Linked DNA regions of Muntiacus reevesi: region 2 is linked to region 1. Evidence: chromatin contacts called from public Hi-C data. All regions are on one chromosome and are shown on one strand. Each heading gives the region's core, a stretch centred on a gene start, on an enhancer-like site or on the middle of the called end of the contact. The rest is flanking DNA. Distances are from core to core; before and after follow the strand shown.

Evidence for each region. Hi-C and Micro-C count contacts between places; a contact is called where the count stands out from the background.
Region 2: a Hi-C map of muscle shows a contact between it and region 1, with 5 times the contacts expected there. The contact joins the promoter of SARS2 here to the promoter of EIF3K in region 1. A contact is called at or near these places in 2 of 3 Hi-C or Micro-C datasets (blood and muscle).

Annotation. Positions count from the first base shown.
Region 1 is chr2:260,339,522-260,345,768 of mMunRee1.1, reverse strand. It overlaps EIF3K (eukaryotic translation initiation factor 3 subunit K), which reads right to left and starts at 2,249. Exons shown (of 8, transcript XM_065926039.1): 1 at 2,093-2,249; 2 at 1,093-1,191. The coding sequence starts at 2,151. It overlaps MAP4K1 (mitogen-activated protein kinase kinase kinase kinase 1), which reads left to right and starts at 3,429. Exons shown (of 31, transcript XM_065920573.1): 1 at 3,429-3,598; 2 at 3,769-3,826; 3 at 3,938-4,028; 4 at 4,744-4,808. The coding sequence starts at 3,500.
Region 2 is chr2:260,587,016-260,593,262 of mMunRee1.1, reverse strand. It overlaps SARS2 (seryl-tRNA synthetase 2, mitochondrial), which reads left to right and starts at 3,454. Exons shown (of 17, transcript XM_065926055.1): 1 at 3,454-3,736; 2 at 5,814-5,909. The coding sequence starts at 3,470. It overlaps MRPS12 (mitochondrial ribosomal protein S12), which reads right to left and starts at 3,240. Exons shown (of 3, transcript XM_065926060.1): 1 at 3,165-3,240; 2 at 2,606-2,673; 3 at 1,321-1,972. The coding sequence starts at 2,654. The coding sequence ends at 1,602. LOC136161315 (F-box only protein 17) reads left to right here. Exons shown (of 7, transcript XM_065926059.1): 7 at 1-1,183.

The DNA.
Region 1 (6,247 bases), core at 1,000-3,499:
TACAAAATAGATAAAGAGCTCATATAATTCAATACCAAAAATCCCCAAAAACCCTGTCAGAAACTTCTGAATAGACTTTTTTTTCCAAAGAAGACACAGAGATGGCCAAGAGGCATATGAGAAGATGCTCAACATCACTAAGCATCAGGAAAATGCAAATCAGAATCACACACATGACAAACTGGCTATCAACAAGAAGACAACAAATAACAAAACACCGACAAGGATATGGAGGAGAATGCTTGATAGTGTGATGTCAACTGGTGCACCCACCATGGAAAACAGTAGGGAGGTTCCCCGTAAAATTAAAACTAGCACTACCATATGATCCAGCAATTCCACACCTGGGTGGGTGGGGGTGGGGGTGTGTGTGTGTGTGTGTGCGTGTACACATAAATAAAGAAAATAAACACTAATTTGAAATGATACATGCACCCCAATGTTCACAGCAGCATTATTTTCATGAGCCAAGATCTGGAAGCAACCTAAGTGTCCATTGATAAATGAATGGATAAAGAAGATGTGGTACATATAAACACATACACACAATGGATTATTATTCAGCCATTTAAAAAAAAGGAGAAAGAATGAAAATTTGCCTTTGGCAACAACATGGATGGACCTGGAGAATATTACACTTAGTGAAGTTAAGTCAGACAGGGAAAGGCAGATACCACATGTTTTCATTTATATGTAGAATCTAAAGAATAAAATGAAAGCAACAGAACAGAAACAGAGACCAAAGTGGTGGTTATAGATGGGAATGGGGTGGGGGAAAGGCAAGATAATGGAAGGGGATTAAAAGGTACAAAATACATATAAAACAAGTAAGATACAAAGTCACAGTGAACAGCACAAGGGCTATAACTCCCATTATATAAACTCTAAATGTAGTATAATCTATAAAAATACTCAAACACTACATTGTACGTCTAAAACTAATATTACTTTGTAAATCAACTATACTCCAATTTTAAAAAAAGAGAGAAGTCACATCCTGCAGGTTGCCCCTCACTCCCACCCCACCCAGTGCTGGGAGTGGCAAGCTGCTGACTATGGGAACATGGGATGGGAATGGAGGCAGATACTCACAGTTTCAGGACAGCCAGGTTGGCTTCCAGATCATAGGCATTCTCCTTGGCCTGTGTCTCCACATAGCGCTCCAGGGTGGCCAGGTTCTCAGGGTTGTACCTAGAAGAGAAACAAGATGAGATGATGAGAGACAAGAGCTGAAGCCAGTCACTCCTTGAGGTGGGAGTTGGGGAAAATGTAGCCTGCTCCTCCTTCTCTTCCTTTCCTCCCTCCCTCTGTCACTGGTCACTTGCTCCACTCAAATATTGAATCAGCTCTATAACCTCTGACGAAACTTATCCATATCCCAGACCTAAGCCCCAGCTCTAAACCCCGTAAGAGCCCTGGGTCTTTTCTGAAAAATGCCTCCTCCATGTCTCAGCCAACCAGCCCTTGCAGCCTGTACATCTGGTCTCCTGGACATCTTTGATATCCACCCCTTCCTCCTATCCCCAAACTCCACTCTGGTCCAGTCCATTCTCTCCTGCCTAATTTTCCCCATCCCAGCCCCCACCAATCTACCTGTGCTTCCCCCATCACCGCCTTGACCACTCCTGGCTATCACTGTCTACCGTTCGGTTTGTCTGAACTAGAAACTCCATGAAAGCATGGCCAGTGGCTGTCTTTGGTTATCTCTGGTCCGCACCATTGCCCAGAATTCACAGCGTAGATTTTAGTAAACATGTGTTCGATGAGTGAAATGAAGGGGGGAAGGGGAGCCACAAAGAGGCGCTGAGAGGCTCAGTGAGACTGAGGAGCAGAGAGAAAACCGGGGGGCTGAAAGAGGGTAAGTTAAGCAGAGAGGGCGGCCTTAAGGCAATTAAAAGGGACTGAGCGGCAGGCAAGGCCACCTCCTACCTTTAGGCCTATATACAATGCTGTTCTCTTAAACCGCTCCAAAATGACTGAAAAAATCCCACCCCTAGGCAAGCCCAGAATGCTGACCATCTCTTGCTGACTCCAGAAAACCCTCTCCTCCACCCGTCTTGGCCAGAAACGCTCTCTCCGACCGGGCTCAGACCTGTCGATCCCCTTGAGCAATTTGCCCACGTTCGCTCTCATCTGCTCAAACATCGCCATGACGGCTCCCGCCTCCCACACCAGGGCTACAGCCGAAGACCCTGCCGGCAAAGCGTCCTCGAGGACCGGAAGAGGAAGAGTTGGTGGAAACGGAAACTACGTAATTGTTTTCGCTCCAGCCCCGGGGGCGGTGAATCGTGCTTTGGGTCTTGCGGCAGCTGCCACGCTTTCCGGCTGCCGCGTGACTTCTTCCCAGCCGGCGCAGTTAGCGCGTGCGCATACTCTCTACTCGAGCAGAAGCTACGGCGCGATAAAAGACCTAGTCTAACCAAGTGCGCAGGCGCCTTCTCGCGGAGAAGGGGCGGGGCTAAGCTTTTCCCGGGCCTCGCGTATCCAGTTATAGTCCCTGGAGCGTGAGCGCGGGCTCACCGGGAAGTAGGCTGATCCGTGACGGCGTGCACGCACGTCGCGTTGCGCGCGGCTGTGAACTCAAAACTGCTGGGGTTCCATCAGTACAGTCCTTTTGGTCCGTAGGCATGTGCCGAAGAAGGCGCCCTCTGAGGTCCCCTTGGCCCTAGGCCTTGGCCCCTGAGGCAGGATCCTGAGCTTCGCAGTTTTAAGTCGTGAACCTGGTCCCCCACACCTCACCCTAACGCCGAGGGCAGTGGCCCGCAAAGCTGTTGTGCTCAGCCCGGCAGGGGCGGAGGGAGGGGCTCGTGGACCCCGCCAGATCACGCCCAGTCCCCATAGGCTCCAGTTTTGCTGGTGAAGGCGAGCGCCCCGCATGTGCCATCCTGAGTTATGTGTTCAGATACTGTCTACTGCAGGCATGAGTGCACATGCATGTGTCATATATGTATATGCTCTGGGTACATCCACATACGTGCACATGGGTATCCAGGTGTGTGCACGTCGACTGGCCTGCGCGCCTCACTGGGAGTTACCACTAAGTGCCTGTATGTGTCCCGGGTGAACAATAATGTACACTGCATGGTCATCCCGGTGTAGACCTGCCATCTCCAGGCTGTGGCCCAACACTCGGCATTCAGCAGTGTAGTTTTTAGTGGCTGCCCAGAACGGGGGAGGGTGAGGGCACCCTCCAGGTCACAATGAAGATAGTTTGCATCTGGTTTACATGCAGCCCAGGGCCCCGGAGGTGGAGGGGGGTGGTCCCCTGGGTCCAAGGCAAGCTGCCCCTCACAGGCTGTCAGGGCCCAGGGGACAGGGGGTGGAGCCGCCGGCTGCACAGCGCTGTGCCGGGGCAGGAAGCGAGAGTGGGGAGAGGGGAGGCCACAGCCGGTGGAGGCAAGGCGGGTGCAGGGCGTGTGGGGAGGGAGGGAGGTGCCAGCATTCGGAGCCCTGAGGCCCTGCTGGCCCCTGGGCGCAGGCCCAGCTCCGGCCCCCAGGAATGGACCTCGTAGACCCTGACATCTTTAACAGGGACCCCCGGGACCATTATGACCTGCTGCAGCGGCTGGGTGGCGGCACCTATGGGGAAGTCTTCAAGGTGAGGAACCCCCCTCCTTCTCCAACACCCTCAAACCCGTGACCGTGGGGGTGAGCCCCAAGAAGGGATGGGGATGCGAGAGGGTCCCAGTCCTCCGCTTGGGTTCAGGGATGCTGAGGAAGAACTCGGGCAAATGGAGCCTGCCTGACTGCCAACTTCCCCTTTACAAGGCTCGAGAGAAGGTGACAGGGGACCTGGTGGCATTGAAGATGGTGAAGATGGAGCCTGGTGAGGACAGGACGCAGGCACTCCTTCCCCTACCCCCACCTCCTGGGACCCTGGGATCTCCCCCATTCTCCCTCCCTGCAGTAGCCTTTTCTCTTCTGCCCCTCCTCGCAGACGATGATGTTTCCACCCTTCAGAAGGAAATCCTCATCTTGAAAACTTGTCGGCATGCCAACATCGTGGCCTACCATGGGAGTTATCTCTGGTGATGAGTTGCAGACCTGCCCTGCCCCCCAGCCCAGCCCCTGCCCCCAACTCCCATTCCTGACCAGGTCCCCCCCAACCTAACTTCTAATCCTGGACCTCCATTTTTAACTGGGGCCTCCTAACTTGATCCTCAGCCTGAAGTCCCACTTGTTTCATCAGAGCACCTCCAAATCTCATCTCCAGTGAATAACTACCATTTCTCACCAAATTGATCCTTTCGTGGTAACCAAATGTGAAACCAAGTCCCCCTAAAACTGATCATCGTCCTGACTTGCAGGTCCCCCAGTTTCACTTTCTGTTCCTTTAATATGAACCCCTAATTTCCCTGACCCTTGAATATCCCAGATGCCCCAGGAATGATCTCTGCCCCCCAGACCCGGCATCCTGGGCTCCTCTGTCCCCTCTGAATTTCCACAACCTGTGAAGTCTCTGCCCTGTCTCCTAGGTTAACATGGGACAACAGAGAACGTTATGGTAGGAGCCCGGGGACCTGGGTTTGGTCCAGTTGACCCTAAACATATATTTTCTTCTCTGAGCCTCAACCTCCCCATCTGTAAAATGGGATGATTTCACTCTGGTAGGCAATAGAGAGATGACAGCTCTTACATTCAAGTTCTTGTTAAACTAGGATAGGATGGACAGTGAGCCAGGGACTGTCCTATAAATAATGATTTATTACTGCTGTTATTATTATTCCTCTTGAACTGTTGTAGGCTGCAGAAACTCTGGATCTGCATGGAATTCTGTGGCGCTGGTTCTCTCCAGGACATCTACCAAGGTGAGTGGCAGGGAGAGGAGATCAGGCAGCCCTTGGCCCTCCAATCCACCTGTCCTGTTCCTCTACCCTTGCGTCTCCGGGGACTGTCTTTCTGGTCTATTTTTCACACAGAACCCTTCCTCTGGACCAGGCCTGGCCTGGAAGATGCTGGGGAGACTGTGGTACCCAAGCGGGCCCTGAACCCTATATCCTTCAGGATCTGAGAGTCCAGCTCTGGTTTTTCTGCAATGCTCCCCTCTACTTTCCCTGCCCCGTCTTCCCCCTGTGCCTGCATTTTCTCACCAACGTCTATTCATGCCTTTGAGTATTTCTGCATTTCTAGCTCATCCTCAGTGCGCAACTGTTCATTTAATGAGTGAATGCATTTCTGATTCACTCAGCCTGCTTTTCACTGTCTTGGAGCATTGGAGGGTGGGGGCGGGATGGGCCTTGATCAGATTTCTGATGTGCACTTCTATCTTTGACCATCTTCCAGTCTCCGTCCAGCCCTAGACCTCAAATGTCAGGAAAGGAAGGACTTCATGAAGAAGTCCTCAGGGCGGGTGGGGGAAACTGAGGCCTGCAGAGAGGAAATGACTCACCCCACCAGCCCGTCAGACCTAGCCTCTGACCCCTTCAGTCTGCTGTCTCTCTCTGGTGTATTCTCCTCACCCCTCTGTGTCTCTCTTTCTCAATGTGTCTGTTTTCCCAGTTTTGGGTGTCTCTGACCATGTCTGTCTTTCTCTGCCTCAGCTCGGGTCTGTTCCTGATTCTCTATGTCTCTTCCCATCTCTGTCTGCCTTTCCTCGTTCTACAGAGTGACATCACTCGGAGCTGTCCCATGCCTTCCATCTCCCCCCAAAGCGAAGCCCAAATTTCTCAACACCGCCCACGAGTCTGACCCTCACTGGCAATCCCAGTCTGACGTGCCTCACCTCTTCTCCACCCACTTCACTGCTTTCCAGCCCCACCGGGCACTCCCCTGCCTCTGGGCCTTTGCACTTGTCTTTCCCTTTCCGAGTGGGACTGCTCCCCATCTCCACCCCCACTGCCTTCTCGGGGTCGCCTTCGCTGATCAACCTGTGTAAAATGTCATACTCCTTCCCACACATATTTCCCACACATATTTCCTGTTATCTTTTCTTGTTTAGTTTTTCTTCTTACTATTTATTGGTATCTTGTGTATCTTACCTGTTTATCTTATCTGCCATCCATCTCCTACACTAGAATGTTCTCTCCACGCGGGCAGGGCTCTCTGCCTCTTTTGTCCACAGCTGTATCCCTGCTGCCTGCCACAGTGGCTGGCACACAGTAGACATGCAGCAAATAATCACGTTGAATGAATCTCGCTGGTTCCCTGCACTGCTGCCTCTCTCTGTTGCTGACTGCCTTTCTGCCTCCTCCTCCCACCTGTCCCATCCCAGTTCTCCCCTCCCTGCATGGTACCCTCTCAGCTGGTG
Region 2 (6,247 bases), core at 2,205-4,704, 250 kb before region 1:
GAAATCCTATCAGTTGATGTATTAGTTGCTCAGTCGTGTCCGAGTCTTTGTGACCCCATGGACTGTAGCCCACCAGGCTTCTCCGTCCATGGGATTCTCCAGGTAAGAATACTGGAGTGGATCGCCATCCCCTTCTCCAGAGGATCTTCCCAACCCAGGGATCAAACCCACTGAGTCAAAAAAAAAAAAAAAGACCAAACCCTGGTTAAAAACAGAGGAATGCTGCTGACAATCCAGGACAAGGACTCTCGTCAGCATGTTTTGGGGGTAAGGCAATTGCTGGCAGGGAGCAGGGGTTGTCCTCGGGGGGACCAACAGGGGCCTCAAAGGGAACCCATTCTCTTGTTTGGGGGAATCTCTGGGACTCAGGAGTGGGGCCCATGCAAGCTCCTCCAGCACCGCACCCAACAGCATCTCTCCTCTGAGCCATACAGGTGCCATTTCTTTCAGAATTCCTAAGGCCCAGTCTGCACTGACCCCCAAACTGTATCCTCTACCCCCACCTCCTGCCCCTTCGTCGGGGCAGCCCGCCTTCTGCCAAGGCAACAGCCTCCTTTTCTCCACACTTGAGCGCACTTGGAGATGGACTGCGGAAGCAAGGCTCCGCTGGTGTCTCCCACTGTTTCCCTAGCTGAATGCAGCTGACAAGCTAGCTTAATAAAAAATTAGTGCAGAGTGTGAGGTGATGGGGGATTTTATCTGTAATTGATGTGCTTATCTGCCCCCAGCTCTGAAACTAAAAAGTTTTGTGGGATATTTCCAATAGTGAGAACCTCAGGTGTGCTAAATGCCATGCAAGAAGTGGGTGAGCTTCGAGAACACAGATATCTGGGCCACAAGGACTCAGCCAACAGCTGATCAGGTGATTAGGTGAGGTCCGCATCACTCTTGGTGCCATTTTCCAAGGAAGGAAATGGAGCCAGAGTGGGGAACAAATGTACCCGGAGTCACAGAACAAGGAAGAGGCAGAGGCAGGATTTGAATCCAGGTGTGTGTGTCTGAGCAGAGCTGTGCACACCATTCAATCCCACCAACACCCCTTTGTCGCCAACATTACAATTACTGCCACTTTTCAGATGAGGAAGCTTGACAGGAGGGCTTTCATGTCCAGGCTCTTGGCCTGAAGGAAGGGGAACTGAACCTCAGCGCAGCCCACCTGCACATAAAGCATATACACATAAAGCATCTGGTTTAATCTTCACCAAATCCAACAGAGGGGATACTGCCAGCGGAGCTATTTTTTTCTGGTGAAGGAAACTGAGGCCAGAGGGGATGTCCAGGTGCGAAGACCGCAAAGAGGGTGAATACCACGTAAGAAGGTTCAGGTCACAACCTTGAGGGCGGGGGTCTTTATTGCAACACCTCCCCAGTAGATGGCAGTACAGAGTCTCGTCCCAGCAGAAGCAGTTGCTGGTGCCAGCATGGAAGCCAAGGGTGTTGGGAGAGGGGTGCCCAGGACCCCAAGGGTCAGGGGTCCACTAGGCTGGGCTTTGAACGCAGACCAGTTACTTCTAGAGCTGGACTTGCTTCCTGAGGGCGCTGCAGGTGCACCGAAGGAAAGAAAGTTCTGCGTGATCACCCGCCCACCGGGTCCCCCAGAGTTACTTCTTCTTCTGTACGTGGCCACAGTCGTACTTCCCGCGCACGACCTTGAGCTTGACACCCGGCAGGTCCTGCGTGCGGCCACCCTGTACGAGGACCACGTGGTGCTCCTGCAGGCTGTGGCCCTCTCCAGGGATGAAGCAGACGGCCTCCCGGCCGGTGCTGAGCCTCACGCGGCAACACTTGCGGTTGGCTGAGTTGGGCTTCTTGGGCTTGCGGATAAAGGTGCGCAGGACCACGCCCTTCAGCTGTGGCCGGCCCTCCGTCGGGCCTGGTTTCGGAGGCGGAAACTTCGGGGGGCCCCGACGGTGTAGCTGGTTCAGGGTGGCCATGGGACGCGTGGTCCAAGGCCGGGGGACCAGAGCTAGGCCTGGAGAGACAACCAGGAGGGCGGAAGAGGGATTATTATCCCAGCGAACAGATAATAGCATCAGCCACTCGCTCTTTTGTTCGAGGAGCCGTTCCAAGCACTTCACGGGGCTCTATTTGTTTATGGCTGGGGGTACTCATGGCTGAGAGTAATAATACATTTATGGAGCAATCACCTGGTGTCAGGTTCTTTTTTAAGCATTTCGTAAGAGTTAACTCACAGGTTCACACTGTATTCTGTACTGTTCTATGCATCGTATCTACATTAACACACACCGCCCCACAGCAACCCTATGGGGGGGGGGCAGTCTCTGAGCATGTCACTCCTCCTCCTGTCACCCCACTCTCATCGCCATGAGCAGATTCTGTCAACTGAACCTTCACAGCTGATCGGAATCCCTTTCCTCCTCCACAGCATCCACCCTGGTCCTGTCTACCCTTGATTCCCACTGGACTCTCCTGTCCTCCCCCTCCTCCCAGGTCTCCCTGTTACTACTGTCTGCTCCCCACACGCAGCCAACGTTATCCAGTGGACACCTGGGTCAGATCACACTCCTCCCCTGCTCAGAGCCTCCATCTCAGTCAGGTGAAGAGCCAAATTCCCACCCAGGGGCGGCCCAAGCCCCCCACTTACCATAATTTAGGGACGTGCTAAGGCCACGGAGAAGGCCGGACCAAGACATCCCACCGCCTGCAGACTCCCTGTATTAGGGGGTAAGAGAAAGTGGCCTTCGTTGGGGTAGGGTCCAAATTCTCCCCAGCTCTCACTATTTGGTGAAGTGAAAATCACTCAGTGTCCGACTCTTTGTGACCCCATGGACTATACAAGCCATGGAATTCTCCAAGCCAGAATACAAGAGTGGGCAGCCTTTCCCTTCTCCAGGGGATCTTCCCAACCTAAGGATCGAACCTAGATGTTCCACACTGCAGGTGGTTTCTTTACCAGCTGAGCCACAATGGAAGCCCAAATTCTCCCCAACCCTCCCTATTTAGCTTTCCGGTTAAATCTAAACAATTTCCTCTACCGTATAACCGCAACCCCTAACGCTGCTAACAGAAAGTCCCTCCGTAAATTTAGGCTTGCACTGAATAGGCTCTCGGGGAGCCAACTGTCCCTGCTCACATACAGAAGAAAACGGGAACCTGAGGGGAGACTCCGGAGGTTTGGAGAACCCGAGCTCTGTAGACCTTACCGACCCTAGCCCGGTCCGCCGACACGCAGAAACCGCTCTAGCGCGATCTGGGGATTACCCTGGCAGTGATTGGCTGGTTCTGCCTCTCGTGTACACTGAAACAGCGGGAAACAGAGGACCATTGGACAATGATAGTGTCAATCTCGGGCAACTGTTCTTATTGAACTGTGTTTTTTTTGAGGCGTGGAAGGGGTGCCCTTCCAGTGTCTGATTGGCTAGTCTCAAGCAAATCAGCAGCTTTGTAATTGGTCTAAGTGCGTAGTGGGCGGGACGAAGGGTGCGTGACTCCTTGTCCGCCTTCCAAGATGGCTGCGTCCATAGTGCGACGCTTGGCGCCTCTAGTGGCTGGTCGGGGCCTGCGGCTTCGAGGAGGCTGTGTCTGTAACCAGAGCTTCAAGAGAAGTTTCGCTACGGAGAGACGGGACCGGAACCTCCTGTACGAACACGCGCGTGAGGGCTACAGCGCGCTCCCTCAGCTGGATATGGAACCACTGTGCGCATACCCGGAAGATGCCGCGCGCGCGCTGGAGCTCCGCAAGGGGGAGTTGCGGTCGAAGGATCTGCCCGGCATCGTGAGTGCGCTTGCGCGGTCCAACCACCGCGGGGTCGGTCCGCTTTGCCTATTGGCTGTTCGCTTTACGAACGAAATGGGCTTACAAGATACTATCCAGCAGGGGGCGTTCTGATCGCAAGAATTTTCATTCCTTCCCAGTTTAGCCAATGTGTTGTGTCTGGCACCTAAGTACGTGTCAGATACCACGGAGTGCTAAGGCCCTACTGTCCATATAGCCATGATGCTCCTAGCCCATAAAACGTGCTGGGTACCCACTCTGCCCTAGGAACTTACTGTCTTCCCGCGTCCTCTGTGCTCAGACCTCTTGCCAGGCTTATGGTAAAGCCACAAAGGAAAACGGGGAACAGGGATATGAATCAGTGGGTAAGGGGAGACTCTTGCCTTTGGGGAGTGAGAGGAAGAGTTATGCACTTACCCCACAGGTATCAGGCAGTTAAGTGGTGTTGTTTTATGAACGAATGTGTTTTTGAACATATTTAGGGCGTGTGTATGTTCTGTACCTGGTGTTGAGAATAAGGCAGTGAATATTAATATTCATACTACTGGGCTTCCCTGGTGGTTCAGACGGTAAAGAATCTGCCTGTAATGGAGGAGACCCGGGTTCAATCCCTAGGTCGGGAAGATTCCCTGGAGAAGGGCAAGGCTACCCACTCCAGTATTCCTGCCTGGAGAATTCCATGGACAGAAGAGCCTGGCGGGCTACAGTCCATAGCATCGCAAAGAGTTGGACACAACTAAGCGACTAACACACACACATATTCATACTGCTACTACTAATGATAAAGCCAGCACTTACATAATACTACATGCTGGTGAACTAGGACTGGAATTACCATATTTCTAGACCCTGCTGAAGTGCTGAAGGTGATAGGGACCCCAAATCCTCCCAGCCCTCTCTTGGACCACCCCCCACCCCATACATCCAATCTAGTATAAGTGCTTTATACAGATGAGTCTCCTTTAAGTTCCACAGCACCCCTGTGAGATGGGTGCCATTGTTTCCACAATTTTTCCAGAGGGGAAACTAAGGCTCAGAGAAGTTAATTTTAAAAAGAAATACGCATATGGCAGTTCCTAAAAAAATTAGAATTACCATGTAATCCAGAAATCCCACTTCTGAGTATATACCCCCCCCCCCCATAAAAAAAGAAAAGAAAAGCAGGGACTCAAGCAGATACCTGAATGTCCATGTTTATAGCAGCATTATTCACAGTGACCAAAAGGTGGAAGCAACCCAAGTGTCCACTGATCAATGAATGGATAAAGAAAATGTGGTAGGGACTTCCCTGGTAATCCAGTGGTTAAGACTTCATGTTCCAAAGCAGGGGATGCAGGTTCGATCCTTGGCCAGGAAGCTAAGACCCCACAAGCACTGAGGCCAAAAAACCAAAATGTGAAACAGAAGCAATACTGTAACCAATAAAATAAAGACTTTAAAAATGGTCCACATCAAAAAGAATCTTGTAAAAGAAAATATGGTAAATACTTGCAATGGAATAATATTCAGCCTTAAAAAGGAAGGAAATTCTGACACATGCTACAGTGTGAGTGCTCAGTTGGTCAATCATGTCTGCCTCTTTGCAACTCCATGGACTGTAGCCTGCCAGCTTCCTCCGTCCATGAGATTTTCCAGCAAGAACACCAGAGGGGGTTGCCATTTCCTCCTCCAGGGGATCTTCCTCACCCTTGTGTCTCCTCTGTTTCCTGCATTGGCAGGTGGATTCTTTAGCACTGAGCCACCTGGGAAGCCCATACTCCAAATGGATTTACCTTAAAGAGCTTATGCTAGGTGAAGTAAGCCATTCGCAAAAGGGCAAACACTGTGTGATTCCAGTTCTGTGAGGCTTCTGGATTTGTCTCAGTCAAATCCACAGAGACAGAATGTAGAATGGTAGTTGCCAGGGGCAGGGGGAGGGAGGAATGTCTAATGGGCACAGAGTTTCAGTTTGGGAAGGTTCAGTAGTTCCAGAGGTGGGTAGTTGTGATGATAGCACAATATAAACGTATTTAATGCCACTGAAATGTACACTTAAAAAACAGTTAATGTGGTAAGTTCTATGTATATTTTATCCCAGATCTCGACATGGCAGGAGCTGAGGCAGCTGCGGGAACAGATCCAGAGTCTGGAGGAGGAGAAGGGGGCTGTGACTGAGTCAGTGCGGGCCCTGGTGGTGAGTGCAGGGGTTCTGGGCAGGTGCGGGGCTGGCAGCAGGATACCTCTGGCTACAGGTAACAGGAAACCCAATTTCAGGAGTTTGAAGGATATGGACATTCATCGTCTCGCACCACAACTGTCCAGGGCCAGGCATCCCTGGGGCTGCTTCTTAACCACTGGACCACCAGGGAAGTCCCTAGCTCATCATCCTGGGTACACCATGCAACAACCCGACCAGGGAGCTCCTGCTCTCAGCCCATTTCACAGACCAGGACCAGAGCTTGGAGAGGGGAAGAGATTTGCCCAACAGCACAGTCTGGTTGGCACCCAACTTTCAGACCCAGTTCTGCTGCA